Regions from separate parts of the Sus scrofa genome. Here region 2 is linked to region 1. Evidence: chromatin contacts called from public Hi-C data. All regions are on one chromosome and are shown on one strand. The core of a region is the stretch at or near the end of the contact, and the rest is flanking DNA. Distances in the headings are between cores, read along the strand shown.

The links. A called contact is a pair of places that touch in the nucleus more often than the background predicts.
Region 2: a Hi-C map of liver shows a contact between it and region 1, with 2.9 times the contacts expected there. The contact joins two enhancer-like sites. A contact is called at or near these places in 1 of 5 promoter capture datasets (liver), 5 of 47 Hi-C or Micro-C datasets (blood, liver and retroperitoneal adipose tissue) and 1 of 2 datasets of contacts at active chromatin or transcription factors (alveolar macrophages).

The regions. Positions count from the first base shown.
Region 1 is chr1:163,723,481-163,728,290 of Sscrofa11.1, forward strand. DENND4A (C-myc promoter-binding protein) reads right to left here. Exons shown (of 34, transcript XM_021100187.1): 9 at 2,140-2,206. Among named protein-coding and RNA genes, the nearest start is that of DENND4A, 64 kb to the right of the region's middle. Within about 2 kb of position 2,326, at least 1 of the 83 cell types and tissues checked has an H3K27ac peak or open chromatin away from gene starts, as enhancers often do. A contact at or near this core is called in liver, where this site is marked.
Region 2 is chr1:163,801,518-163,806,067 of Sscrofa11.1, forward strand. The region is part of intron 1 of LOC110261793 (a long non-coding RNA gene); the gene reads left to right. Among named protein-coding and RNA genes, the nearest start is that of DENND4A, 14 kb to the left of the region's middle. Within about 2 kb of position 3,179, at least 11 of the 83 cell types and tissues checked have an H3K27ac peak or open chromatin away from gene starts, as enhancers often do. A contact at or near this core is called in liver, where this site is marked.

The sequences.
Region 1 (4,810 bases), core at 1,076-3,575:
ACCACCACCTTCCATTAAAAAAAATACATAGATGATGCCCATAAAGTTTCAATATTCCTATTCACCACAGTATAGGAACTGTCTACATTACTTACTAAGATACTGAAAAATACTAACTGATGACTGAACTCTTCTAACTCTTCCTACTCTGAATCCTATCTCTTAAGTTCCTCAACATTTCCCTGATGCCATTTTAATAAATATGTATTTAAAGACTAAATTATTCATTTAATACTATAAAACCAGGGTTAGCAAACTTATGGCCTCAGCGGCAAATCCAGAGGCCATTTGTTTTTATAAATAAAGTCTTATTAAAAACACAGTCATGCACTTTTGTTTATGAGTTATCTATAGCTGCTTTTGTGCAATGAAAGCAGAACTGAGTAGTTTCAAGCATGGCCTGTAAAGACTGTAATATTTACTGTTTGATTCTCAACAGAAAAAACTTGCCAACTTCTGCTATAAAACAAATCTTTTATGTGTATTTATACTGAGTGTGCTATATATATTCTGGCACTAAATACCTAGATGTTAAGAGAGGAATGAGATGTGCACATGCAGGATATTTATAAAATTTATCAAAAATATATTTTCTAGGCATTTTATCTGTATCAATGTAATAATATAATTATTTTAAACTACTTTTTAAATTCATGCATATTTACACAAATTTATAAATACCTATTTGCCAAATGATTTCTAATTTTGAATGATACTCTGTTAAGGGCTGTGATAAATACAATAAGGTACATACAGTGATAATACATGAAATGTTTTCACTATATAAATCACTTCAAAAATGATGATTAGGGGTTCCCGTCATAGTTCAGCAGTTAATGAACCCAACAAACATCCATGAGGACACGGGTTCAATCCCTGGCCTTGCATTGGGTTAAGGATCCAGCATTGCCCTGAGCTGTGGTATAGGTCACAGATGTGGCTTGGATCCTGTGCTGCTGTGGCTGTGGTGTAGGCTGGTGGCTACAGCCTCCACTTAGACCCCTAGCCTGGGAACCTCCATATGCCCATATGTCATGAGTGCAGCCCTAGAAAAAAGACCAAAAAAAAAAAAAAAAAAAAAAAAAAAAAAAAAAAAAGCACAAACAGAAAAGAAACATAAACAAGAGAGGAAACAGAAAGTCAACTGGGAAAAGAGATGGTGACAATAATTTATGTTCACTTTAAACTTTCACCTATTTGAACCATATGAGCAATCCATCCTACAATACATGAAAACACACAACATTTTCTTTTATCTATTCTAATATATTTAACTCAGAGAGTAAGTGCCAAGGGACAGACTTTCAAATACCTAGAACAAGTTTAGGGAAAGAAGTCTCTTTTTACGGGTTCAAAATGTCTACTGCTGTCTACCTCTTTCAGTCTGCAATGCTTGATTTAAGTTAAGGCAACCTTAGATGTCTGTCTGGGAAGAACTTAATAAAACCATAAGGGCCCAAACTCCAACATAAAATAGTATCTGGAGCTCTCTCTCTTTTTTTTGTCTTTTTAGGGCTGCATCCGCGACATACGGAGGTTCCCAGACTGGGGTCCAATTGGAGCTGAAGCTGCTGGCCTACACCACAGCCACAGCAATGCCAGATCCGAACTGCGTCTTCGACCTACACCACAGCTCATGGCAACGCTGGATCCTTAACTCATTGAGCAAGGTCAGGGATCAAACCTGTGTCTTCATGGATGCTAGTCAGATTTGTTTCCACTGCGCCACGACGGGAACTCCTATCTGGCTCTCTTTTATTTCATTTAATTATTTCCCCATATAAAATTGTTATTCTCATGTTATGTTTTGACAGAGTCAATTACCACTGAACAGAGCACTTATATAAAGAAAATCTTGCAGTTCTCATCGTGGCGCAGCAGAAATGAATCCGACTAGGAACTGTGAGGTTGTGGGTTCGATCTCTGGCCTTACTCAGTGGGTTAAGGATCCGGTGTTGCCATGAGCTGTGGTATCAGTCACAGATATGGCTCGGATCCTGTGTTGCTGTGGCTGTGGTGTAGGCTGGCAGCTAAGGCTCTGATTTTCCCTAGCCTGGGAACTTCCATATGCCACAGGTGCAGCCCTCAAAAGACAAAAGACAAAAGACAAAAAAAAAAAAAAAAAAAAAGAAATCTTACCTGAACTAAAATCCGTGGTCTCTGAGGAGATGGAAAAGGAACTTTATGCATAAAATGAGAAATATGCCTTAAAAACAAACAAACAAAAATCCAATTGATTCCAAAGTGAATACTATATGCTATAAAGGTCAACATGTCACCACAAGTCCAAGTTGAGTCAAAAGCTCTGTGTACCTATAATTTCGAAATCCCTGCTACAACAAAAACAAGTGAACAAACAACCACCAAAAATCATTTGTCCCATTAAAGTTGCTTCTAAGCCCAATAACTTTTCATATTAATACTTTCTCACATTCAACAATGTTTGTGTTATTAATGTCTCAAAGGCCATTTTAACTTTTACCTCTCCCTAAGAAGATAACAATGTATCAGAGAGGTGAACACTACCAAAGAAACTAATCCTTGCATTGCCATATACTTTTTGGTCAATAGCTCATATTTTAACAGTGAAACAACCATTGAGTACTTCAGAGAAATGAAAGAGTGTAACTGTTTCTAAAACATTAACAATATACTTTGTATTAATAATAGGTTAAAAAAATTCTATTACTGATTCTATGGCTTTTTTCCCAGAAGAAAACAGATAAAAAGCTAGATTTTTTTAAAAAAAAACACTATGGAAAAGGAAAAAAGCAACAACAGTGAAAAAAATCTTTTTTTAAAGGAATGAGTTATTTTATTTCTATATCACTTTTCAATTATTTCAAAAACACCTTAATTTCAGAATGGAGATAATTTCAACTGGATAGAAAACATCAGAAGAAAAAATTATTAATTTTACAAACATGTTTTGACTGTCTGCTATATATAAAACACTGACAGAAATGTAGGGAATTATTTTTTAAAAAAGGCATACACTGCCAGTTTCCACCATTAAAATAATTGCAATATCAGGAGGAAAAAAAAAGATAAGGGGAATAAGTTCCAGCGGACACACATCTGCTTGCATTATGTGAAGTAGTGAGACTAGCAGAAAACAAAGTGTGTTCCATGAATACCTAAAGATCCCCAAGACCCATTCAGGGAGGACCTGCAAGGTGAAAATTATTAATTAATTAGTTAATTAATTTTGCTTTTTAGGGCCGCACCTGCAGCACATGGAGGTTCTCAGGCTAGGGGTCTAATCGCAGCTAGAGCTGCTGGGCTACACCACAGCCACAGCAACGCCAGCTCTGAGCCGCATCTGCGACCTACACCACAACCCATGGCAATGCTGGATCCTTAACCCGCTGAGTGAGGCCAGGGATCAAACCCTCAGCCTCATGGTTCCTAGTTGGATTCGTTTCCACTGAGCCATGATGAGAACTCCAAAATTATTTTTTTTCAAAAGACATCTTTTACCTTTTTCACTGCGTTGATACTTGCAGTGATGCTGTAAAAACATTGTGGGTAAAACTGCTTCACCTTACTATGAATCAAGGCAGTGGCACTAAACTGTATTAATGGTTGCTGTCTTCAGTTTCATTTAAGAATGCCTTAGATGAAGCAGCAAATATTAGTAATTTTATTACATTTTGACCCAGAAGTGTACACTTTTAAAAGTACTCTGTGTGATGAAAGGGGAAGAATGTATAAAACACTTCTGCTACATACAGGAGTACAATGTTTGTCTTGCTGTGACTGAGTTGTGAGTGAATTCGCTTTTTTTTCCCCCCACAGAATGCCAATTTTCCTTGAAAGAACAACTGACAAGTTAAGGTTATCGAATGTTGGGTTTTCAGCTTATATTTTCTATATTAAAATGAACAAAGTGAGCCTATTGCTATAAGAAAAATAACTTATAGAGCTTGAGAGAGACAAATAGATCTTAATGTAACAGAAAAAAAAAGTTCATCACTAAAGTTTTAGATTTCATATTGCAAATAAACTATAAGTAAATTCCACTTGTCAAGTTCTGATGCAATGTCAAAAAAGAAATCCACAATTTTCTAAAAAGGCTATTCAAATGCCCCCTCTTTTTCACTACACATTTGCATGAGGCTAGGTTTTTTCATTTACTTCAACCCAAACAACACATATTACAACAGACTGAATGCACAAGCATATATGAGGACCTAGCTATATACTTTCTTTTTGTTTTTTTTTCTTTTTTTTTTTTACCATATTCAATTAAGCCAAACATTAGAGATGTGCAAAAGACATAAAATATCACTCTTCTTGCTAATTTTTTGTTTGTTTACTTCGAGAAATGGTTATTTTTCCAAAATATATATATTTATGTTAACATATAATGGGTTTATCCTTTTAAAAATAAATTAACCAACATTTTTTAAGTTCTCAGTTTTAATTTCTAATACAGTAAATATTGACAGATATAACACATAAAGAAAAGGTCTTTGGGGTCCTCATTTTTAAGAGTATGAAGTGGTCCTGAGACCAAAGAATTTGAGAACTGCTGAGTAAGAATACAGAAAAATGCAAGGAAAAACTAAAGGGTAATATAGTACACTGAATGTTCTTATGATAATTCTATCACTTTCAACTGTTATTAGAGTCAGAGAATTCTACCTAAGAACACAAACAAGCTTAAGTGATGGAAGGTAAAAAATAAACAATAGTCAAATAGTGTTGATGTTTGGATCTCATTTTCATTGGATTTTACTGCATTTAAGATTATTGTAGGAGTTCCCATCATGGCTCAGTGGTTAACGAATCCGACTGGGAAAGATGA
Region 2 (4,550 bases), core at 1,929-4,428, 79 kb after region 1:
GGCTCAGATCCTGTGTCGCTGTGGCTGTGGTGTAGACCGGCAGCTACAGCTCCGAAGTTCCTAACTTGAGAACCTCCATATGCCGTGGGTGCTGCCCTAAAAAGATAAAAAGACTAAAAAAAAAGTCATTTTAACTTTATGTTATTATCGGGAAGTAGCAAAAGGACAGCTAACAAGGTCACTTCCTCTCACACAAGAAATTTGGTCAAAATTAATGGCTCATGGAGTCCAGATATTCCAGTTATTACTGTTCAGCTGGTTTACTATACATTTTTTAACACTATTTTCATTCTACTAAGTTGCATGTAATAAGTATGGTACTGGTATCTCTTAGGAGTTCATCAATATGTCTGTTGCTCTGTGAAGCCAAAAAAGGGTATTTAAAAAAAACAAAACAATAGTTTCTGTTGTGGCTCAACAGGTTAAGAATCTGACTAGTATCCATGAGGATGCAGGTTTGATCCCTGGCCTCACTCAGTGGGTTAAAGGGTCTGACGTTGTGGTGACTGTGGTGTAGGCCAGCTGCTACAGCTCCCATTCGACTCCTATTCTGGGAACTTCCACATGCCACACATGTGGCCCTAAAAAGACAAAAATCAAAACGGGTATTTAGTTGACTCTCTAAGTAAGGTCATTGTAGTTTAATAGTAACTTCACATTGGCTTCACATTAGTGGTGATGGGTTTAAAGGATAGAGGTTGAGAAAGGACAGTAGAAATATTATTATCGTTACATTCCTGAGTCTTCACGACATCAACTTTTGTATCATATAGGGCACCCAGAGTTTAAATGAAACTGGCCAACTTGCATTAGAAGGAGGAACACAGCAGAGGTTAGTGTTATTACCCAAAAATGTATGTAACAGATCTAAGGAAGAAACTAAAAAAAGCAAGCAGAATATAAGTGTGGTCAGTAATGAAACTATAAATTAGGGTAAGAAATGGTTGTGGCTTTGGGAGAGTCTCTGTTAGATTGTTTACTTGACCCTTCATTTTACTTACTTAGGTTTGGTTTTCTTTTTCTACAGAACATGTGCAAAGTATAACACTCTGTCCATGTAGATTTAATATGATCTCCAAAATCTAATGTAGAAGCTTTATAATACTTCAACTAAAGGATATATTTAAGGAAAAGCAAAATTTTAGAATATTAGTAAGTCCATATGTAAAAGCAGTCTATGTAAAACACATCTTCAGACCTAGATACGAGAACACTGTGAGTTTACTAATAAGGAACTACAGTAACGCAAGATAGACTCTAAATGATACGTAAGGGTTTCCAAAGCAACAAGGAAGTTGAAACAAGCACATTTAGGGGTTAGAGTCTTTTAGAAATAGTTGCAGATTCGAGTTTGGGGAAGAATTGTTAATGTCCACATCGGTCCTCAGAGCTAAGAATTTCAGAGAATTTGAATAACTGGACCAGAAGCTGATTTGGATAAATAAGAAAATCACCTAGACTGGACACATTTATGCTGCTAACCAAAGTGGGTCAGAAAATATCTTCAAAAATAATTTGTTCTTGTCACTCTTACTGCTGTGAATTGTGAGAAAAAGATTTATGGCCTGAGTAAGTGCACTGTCTATGGAATGAGGTTTGTTTCAGATATTAAAGCAAGTGCAGAATGAGATCTATCCACTGGATCTGGAACTGGAAGAAGGACACTTTTTGTTTTTATTTTATTTGTTCTTGTTGTTGTTTTGTTATTTAAGAAAGATACTTTTGATATATGTTTATTTTTGAAAAAAGCTGTTCCTTTGGATGATGATGATTAGCTTATTGTTCCAGGGAAACTTCAAATCCACGGCCTAAGAAACCTCACTTAGTGTTTTTCTTTTTTGGCCTAGTTAAATTTCTTGGAATAGAAATGCTAATTTTTCCAAGAACTGTGCAGAAATTTTTATAAGGTCCTTTGAAAACTAACTTTAGCATAATCTATAAAAACAACGCTACATTGTATACTTGAAACTAATATACTATTGTAACTCACCTATATCTCCATACCAAAAAGTCTTAATAAAAAAATCTGTAGGAGTTCCCACTGTGGTGCACTGAGATGGATGGTGTCTCTGCAGCAGCAGGAAGGAGGGTTTGATCCCCCTCCCTGCACAGTGGGTTAAGGATCTGCATAGCTATGGCTGTGGCATCAGATTGCAACTCAGCAATTCCCAACGGGATTCAGTCCCTGGCCTGGTAACTCCATATGCCCCAGGATGGCCAAAAAAGAAAAAAAAAAAAATCTGTAAATTGAGAGGAAACAGGGAAAAGAATTTTTGTGTAGGATGACTAGAGTAGAAGGCTTAGACATGAGGCAGCTGTGGAAGGACTGTTTGGTCTTATTCACAACTGAGAATCGATTAAGATATTACCAAATCCTAGTCTAGATTTGGGGATACTGGGGGAAGAGGGAGGAATCCCTGACCTTTTATTTTCAGTTAACCAACTCTCATCCAGTCCAAGTACAGTCCCAACTACATCTTAATAATTTTCACCTTTTGAGTATTTTCTGATCAAGACTAATTATTTGAAGGTTGTCTCTGATCTTTCATCATTAATTTTGTGAATATATGTTGTCCCAATTCCTAATTACAGGATTTATACTGACCTCATATTTGGGTACAATAACTGTTAATTATCATCATTAAGAACATTCAGATGTCTATATACCATTTACAAAAGAAATTCTACAGACATATTTTCTTTTTTTCCATCAAACGAAAATAACCACAACACAAGATGGTTATTTTATATGATAAATTTATGGTCTTCCCTTTTTATCCCTAAACCCCATCTCAAACCTTGAAACCTCAGAAGGAATCACATAGGACTACATACCTTATGATGATCAAATGTTATTTGCATTGGTCTTCCTAATTCTCATTATTTGGACCATTAGCTGTCCTTAATCTAGTTTTGTGCTAAACTTTAGAGTTTCTGCTGAATCACCTTAATCTTTAGTGAAAACGGGGCTCATCCATGCTAGAGACCTAGAGAATTTAGAATTTTTTGTTTTAAAAATCAGTTACCTACTTTAAGACCTTCATGTGAAAAGTTATATGGTATATTCTTTCCTGCGATCTCTTCTTCTTCTTTTTTTTTCCTGTCCTCTTTAGTTTACAACAGACACAGCTATGTTACAATTGCAGAGCAAAGTTTTGCAACATAATGGCCTTGAAATAGAACACTGCCCAGTTGAAAACTTAGGCAATCATAATGGAATAAATGAAAACAGTAGCTGCTAGACTTCAAGTGTTGCTTCTTATAAGGAAAGCTATCAACTTTTTAGGAGCATGTTATTCTTTAAGTGACCCTGTACCTTGTCTATATCAGAGTTCTCAATTGCTGTAACATATAGTCATAGTGCTGCAACCAAGAAATAACGCTATATCTGCAAGTGCTGCTTTATTTAGCCAGTAAAATACAGCTTCTGAAAATAAATAATTGCTATTACTTGGTCACTACCAAAGTGTTTTTCGTTTCTCTTAAAAATAGTAAAAACACTGAGGGCACATAAGCCCTTTACAAATTTACTGTAAATGTCTACATACTTGAGCTTCATCAGGAGATGAATTACACAGCTGCAATACTACTCTGAAACCAATGCTTGTTTTTCAAAGATGTGTTAATCTCTGTTTTGAGGGGTTTGTTTTGTTTGTTTTTTGTTTTCTTCTTTTTTTTTTTTTTTTTTTTTGTAAGAGACCTCATTGCTCTGGTCACAGATGGCTTGCTTTTCAGTTTTCATTTTTTTCAGTTTTGATTCTGATATGAAGTTGAAATGATATAAGCAACGTATGGGACACTCTGATAGACTGAAAATTCTCCTTAGGCTGCACATGGCTCATGATAACTGTATAAAATGCTGTCTTTAGGACGGCTGATCTGTCTCAAAACATTTTGTAAACATGGTGTTTCTACCCAAAGCCAGCCTAGTGGGAGTAATTCTTCCATATTTTTTTTTTCCGTTTCTACTATATAGGATCCTTTTTAAGCAGAAGCTTCAAGAAAGTTAAAAAAATTTTTTTTTCATTAGGTGTGGGTAAATTGCCAGAGTTCTCATAAATGTCACGAGCGGATGAGAAACTGTTGTCACATGGTTTTCCTAAGCACGAAAAATTATGTTCAGCCACTCAGTGGTCACATATTTACCTAATGGCTTTAATTGTGTGACTGGGAGCACACAATATATGATAATTAGGTGACACTAAAGTCTCAGAAAAAGCATGAGTCCAGTCCAGTTTCCTTTGGTTTCCCCCCCTTTTTCTATAGAAGTTTCTTAGATTCTTAACTGGTTGGAATAACGTACTTTAGGTGACCTTGGAGTTGCTTGAATTATTCTATAAATTAAGATCTTTATTAAGTAGTTTAATGGAAACTCCTCCACTGGATAAGCTGAACTTCCTCATCCAGCACTTGAACCTGTGAGGCATTGCATGAAACTGTCTTCTCTTAATCTATTTTGTTTTCTTGTTGATTAGTGAAAAATCATTGCTCACCTGTGTAACAGAGTGAAAAGGATGACCTAATTGTGATCTGAAAAATGAAGAATTTCT